2 separate regions of the Mus musculus genome follow, and region 1 is linked to region 2. A link is a contact called in public capture Hi-C data. All regions are on one chromosome and are shown on one strand. The core of a region is the stretch at or near the end of the contact, and the rest is flanking DNA. Distances in the headings are between cores, read along the strand shown.

Region 1 (2,700 bases), core at 182-2,681, 700 kb before region 2:
AAAGAAATTACAAGAATTGTCACAAAATCCTGCAAAACATGATAGACCTGATACATACACATACATGTGTATATATGAATATGTGTATATGTGTATATGTATATGCATATATGTATATATGTATGTATGTATGTACGTATGTACGTATGTATGTATGTATATATGTATGTATGTATATATGTATATATATATGCATATATGTATATACGTATATATATGTTGGGCGTCCTGACACCCTTATTACCAGGACAGTCTCTCTGGTAATGAGGCATGTTAGTTAATTGAGAAAGCCTCCTATATCCTTGGAAAGTACAGCCACCTGTGAGAAGTGACCTGAAGTGTGACAATGGAAGGTATCAGACTCTGAGTTACCCTTAATCAACAACTTGCAAGAAATCAGAGAATTCCAGACTTCTTACTGACCTCAAGGAACCAAAATGAGCACCCAGAACCTGGCTCCGCCCTGGCAGACATCTTGAGTTCTATGCTGGGCTTTGCAAAAAGCACTTAGCCTGTGCCTAAACAGAATCTGTAAAATAAAACACCTATTGTGTTTAAAGCAACTCAGTTTGTGCTGATTTGTGATGAGGAAACAGAAAATCAATCCCTGCTCCTTACACATGAATACATTAAATCTCAGATGACTCAAACAGGGAGACTGAGGCAGCGGGATACTCCAAGTTGGCCCAACCTGGGTTCCATGGGGAGTACCAGGAAGCCCAGGGAGACTGCTAGGGCTAGCATACGAAGAGATTGGGTGGGGGGATGCATTTCTGCAGTAAAGCATAACTTGTCTTAGCCACTGCAATTTCAGGGCAACTACAATTCATCTGGGTTTTTCTTCACATTCTGCTTCTAGCTCTGGAAGCCTGAAGTAGGGCCCCGATTCGATTCGGCACCTAGGAGAAAAACTATTGGTGGGGATGTTCAACATTTATTGGCTGTGCACACACCCCAATGCCCCTACTTATTGATCCCTATCCCAGCTACCCGTTTACAAAGGATCCTCAAGAGACTGAGTCAGGCATCTTTTTCCCTGCCACTCACCACTCAGACCTCTTCCCTCTGTGGTCCACCGAGTACTGGCCACTGGGGTAGGTGGGTCTGTGCTCCACTGCCCATTGAAAGCTACCTCCTAGTGCTGTCCCCTCAGCTCCGCTCCAGCTCCTCTTTTGGGATACTCTGACCTAGGCACGCCCTACAATCCCCTGGCGAGCCCAGAAGCAACCCCCTGGCCTCACCGGGAAGCCCAGACCGGGAACCTGGACCTGCTACGTGCAGAGAACCGCTGGTCTGCGCAGCAGGTATTGAGCGCGCTGGTCCGCGCTGCAGGTAACAAGCAAGCACACAGTCGACCACAGGAGACCTAAGACCAATCGCTAGCTCCAAAAAGTGGCAACTTGTGAGTCTCTCAGGCCGCCTTTTATAAGTGAAGGATAGTTTCGGTTTCTCTTCTGCTCCCAGAAGCTTTAAGTTTCGGTTTCCATTCATCACTAATCAAAGAGCATTTGGTGAATGCAGCTTTGCGCATCCTTTGGTAAAGTTAGTACTGTTAAGGTAGGAAAACCAGAGGCTTTGGGATTCTTGAGGTAAGGAGGAGGATTTGACAGGGAAATCTGGAGACATCTAAGCAAGGCAACATTGGAGAGGCTGTAGCAGCAGAACTCCGGGCGCTGTGCCAATTGCTCCTACTGTGCTAACGACAGCAGGAGGACAAAGCCTCAACAAAGCCCAGACACCTCTACCTTTTCAGGTAGTATTTTAAAGGTAGGTAGGAATTTGAGATTACATGAGTCTATTATTGAAGCCTGTGATTAATCCATTTGGGATCTTCTTTAGCCGAATGGCACTACTAAACAAGCTGAAAATGGAGCCTACTTTTATCTCAGCCTTAATAACTTTTCTTTCCTTTGATTTTGTTTGATTTGGTTTGGCTTGGTTTTTTACCTGTCAATACCTGAAATTTGGGTTTGAAAGCTGGCTTGCTTAGTATCCTATGCTTGCTGAACTTTAGGAAGGCTCTAAATATGACAATTCTATTTTCAATATTGGAATTCTAGAAAGTGGGGGACTCTTGCATTTGGGTGACCGTGACAACAATGGGACCAAAAGCTATTTTGTCAGGCACTGGCAGAACTCTCATCCATGGGGAAAGAGCAACAGAATGCAATGTGTTGAGATAACTTGAGAAACATCCATTGTTTTGAAGGCCATTAAGAATGGACCCTTCCCTCATGGTCAGCTTTTGACCTAGCCCCTGTTTCCTTGGTAACAGTAAGAAAAGGTCCCACCCTTTCTGTCCTCCTTTACATTAAAATACTACCTGAAAAGGTAGAGGTGTCTGGGCTTTGTTGAGGCTTTGTCCTCCTGGGTGAGAAAATGTCACCCTTTCCTGTTCCCTCCAATTTAAGTCAGCGACCTAATTCCTTGAGACTGTGGTAACTGTGGTAATAGATACTGCACGCATAGCCTAAACCAAGGAGCATGATATAAGTGGATTATCTCAGGTGGGCCCAAAATAATCATAAGCAGGTTCTTAATGTGGTGACAGAGGCAGAAATTCAGGCTGGTAATTTGATTACATATGTAGTCTTCTAGCAAGACTCTATGAAGATGATGGAAAACCACAAACCAAGGAATGAAATTGAAATAATCTACTCCAGGTTACAAATCTCCATGCTTATTAAGCCAACTGTGAGC
Region 2 (2,700 bases), core at 78-2,577:
CGACTGGAAGTTTCCTCTATCTAAAACAATACTTTTAAGTCCAACGACCTTCCCAATTTTTAAGCCACCGTTATCATTTAAGAAGCCTTGCCCTGGGTGAATGATCCCAATATTAAATACATATGTGTCTTCCCTGTCTGAGAACAGACAGCTTAATCTTATCTAAGGCCCCCCACCCCCCACCCCCCAGAGCTGATGGTCGGCAATTCTAAAAGATATAGCCAAAACCTGCTTGAAAATAGCTACAAGAAAAATCACCCTTTCCGGCATGGCTGACAAACTCTGAAACAGATTTCTGAACCGCTTGTCTTAATCCCATTCAGAAAAATCTAGTAAAATGTTCACCAAAATTCGACGATGGAATGAATGCTAGGCTTAAAACTCTGGGTACATCTGAAAAACGGCCCCCTCAGGAGAAAGAGTATTTGAAGCCAGTTGGTGCATCGCTGTCCCCACCACCACCACCACCCCAACCAATGTAGATGCCTAGGTGGGGAGGGGGTGAAAGGATTTGGAGGCTACATTAACAGCTGTTCCTGACTAGTCGGTTCTGGGGAGAGCCAGGGTACGCCCCTCTTCCCACGGTGGGGCACAGGTAGCCCCCAACCCCTTGGCGTGGTGCTCGCCACAAACACACCCCAGAGCCAGGTGTCGCCAGCCGGGGACAGAGATGGTCCTAGGAGCTGAGGCTGCGGCCGGGTAGCTCCAGAAACAGGGAATCTCACCCAGCTGCCTCCTCTCAGCCTCCCTTTAGGTCAAATCCAGGACAAAAAAAAAATTGCCCAACACCGATCGGTGGAAGTTTTCAAGGACTTAAAGAAAAATAAAGATGCAGCCTTAAGTTGGCCAAAGTCAGCGCCACTGAGTGCGGCGGGAAGCAGACTAGCGACCCCGCGGGGATGAGCTCAGCGACAGTCCCCGGAGACTGCCACCCCAGAGGCAGAAGGGACCCGGCTGTGTCCGGGGAGAGAGCGGCCCCAAGGCCCGGCAGAGGCTTCGGAAGAGACGAGAGAGGCCGCGGGGCTCGTTCCCGGCAGGTCCCGGAGACCCAAAGGGGAAGCGCGGGGACCGACCCGCGCGCACCACTGGGATGCGGGCGACCACCGGCCACCACCCCGCGCCCGGCGTCTCCGACTCGCCGCGCACCCTACCTCGCGCCTCCGCTGCTCGCCTTTGTTCGCGGCCCCGCAGCGCTGGTAGATGCAGCCCCGCCGAGCCCGCTGCCCGTGTGGCTCGGCCGCCGCGGTGGCACCGGGAGCCTCCTCACGGCCGCCCCCCTCGCGCGCGCTCGCACAGCACGCCGCCGCCGCCGCCTCCCACCCGCCCAGCAAGGAGGGCGGGGGAACGCGACGCCGCCAAGGAGGAGGAGGAGGCGGAGGCAGCGCGCAGCGGGCGCCCGGGGACCGGAGGGACGCACCACAGCGCCGCCCGCCGCTCGGGGACCCGCGCTGGAGCCCCCAGCGGGCGGCAGCTTCGGGGACGCACTTAGCGGGAGGAAGGCTCGGGGACCCGCGCCTTCACGCCCCGAGGACGTGCACCCCGAGCAAATTTGGGCTACCCAGGAGGAGGGCGGTGGGAGTGGCGCCGAGGGACCAGGAAGAGGCTGGGGCAAGGGCGCCCTGCCGGCCTCCGGCTCCGCCTGGCCGGTGCCTGGAGACCGACTCTTCCCGGTGGCCTGGGAAGGGAGTGGCTCTGGCGGGAACCGATCGCGCTTTGCTGGGCGTGCACACTGCCTGGGTGGATATAGAGAGAGCAAAGTGAGACCCCTTAGTTCTGGAGTCCGGGTTAGTGACCACCCTATGGATCCCGGGGCCCGCCTCTTCCACCCAGCAATCAGCCCCCACTGCAGCAGCCAAGGGAGACAAATCCAAGCAAGTTTGGAGAAATGCGGATCCTAAAATTCAGAATGAGAAAGGGAAAAGAAAAAAAAAAAAACTAGAAAAACAGGTGGGAGATTAAAGCCAGTCTTGGGGAGGTTCTTCCTACCTGCCTAAAATGGGGTGAATTCAAAGTCTGACCCAGGTGGGCCGGCGCCTTGAAGCTGGCTAGGGGATACCTCTTTTATCTGCGCCTTGGAGGCAGCCATCATCATCATCTCTGTAATCTGTTTCTGTTGCCCCGGGCACACACCTGTATTCTCTGAAATGTGGGCTTGCAAAAAGGGGTGTCCAAGGGTGTGTGTGTGTGTGTGTGTGTAGGCTTGTTTGTCAAACTTATTTCAGAGACGCGTTAAATGTTGTCAAAGAGTGTGATTCATTTATACTTACTGTCAGTTTACCAAAAGTAACTTCACAAGAGAGATCGTGTATGAAATTCTTGCCAGGCCACCAACCAAGCTGATAAGGAATTGAAAAGGAATCTCGGGTTATCAGTTCATCTCCAACCAGAGCCACAGCTAAGTCATAATAATAAATAGATAAGTGAGTATCATTCAAGTTAAGAAAATAAAATTATAGCAAGTAGCAATCATCAGTCATTTTAAGCCAGGCACCGTACTAAACTCTTAAACGTATTAATTCCATCCTCACAGCAGCTCTCTATGTCATCCTTCCCAGCTTTGTTCTAAAGAGATTAATATGCTGAGACTTAGACTGTATGAATACCAAAAATAATTGCCCACTTCCTTTCCCGTTAGAGGGAGAACAAGTATGTGTTTATATTGAGCTGAAAAAGGCAAGGGGAAAAAAATGGATGAAGAGA

What was found. Capture Hi-C pulls out chosen DNA fragments and counts their contacts.
Region 1: a contact with region 2 is called in a capture Hi-C map of macrophages, with 2.9 times the contacts expected there. The contact joins the promoter of Ddx60 here to the promoter of Sh3rf1 in region 2. A contact is called at or near these places in 2 of 39 promoter capture datasets (both in liver), 1 of 484 Hi-C or Micro-C datasets (CD4 T cells) and 2 of 9 other capture datasets (adipose tissue and macrophages).

What each region holds. Positions count from the first base shown.
Region 1 is chr8:61,926,818-61,929,517 of GRCm38.p6, reverse strand. Ddx60 (DExD/H box helicase 60) reads right to left here and starts at 1,431. Exons shown (of 38, transcript NM_001293783.1): 1 at 1,242-1,431.
Region 2 is chr8:61,222,798-61,225,497 of GRCm38.p6, reverse strand. Sh3rf1 (SH3 domain containing ring finger 1) reads right to left here and starts at 1,327. Exons shown (of 12, transcript NM_021506.2): 1 at 1,152-1,327.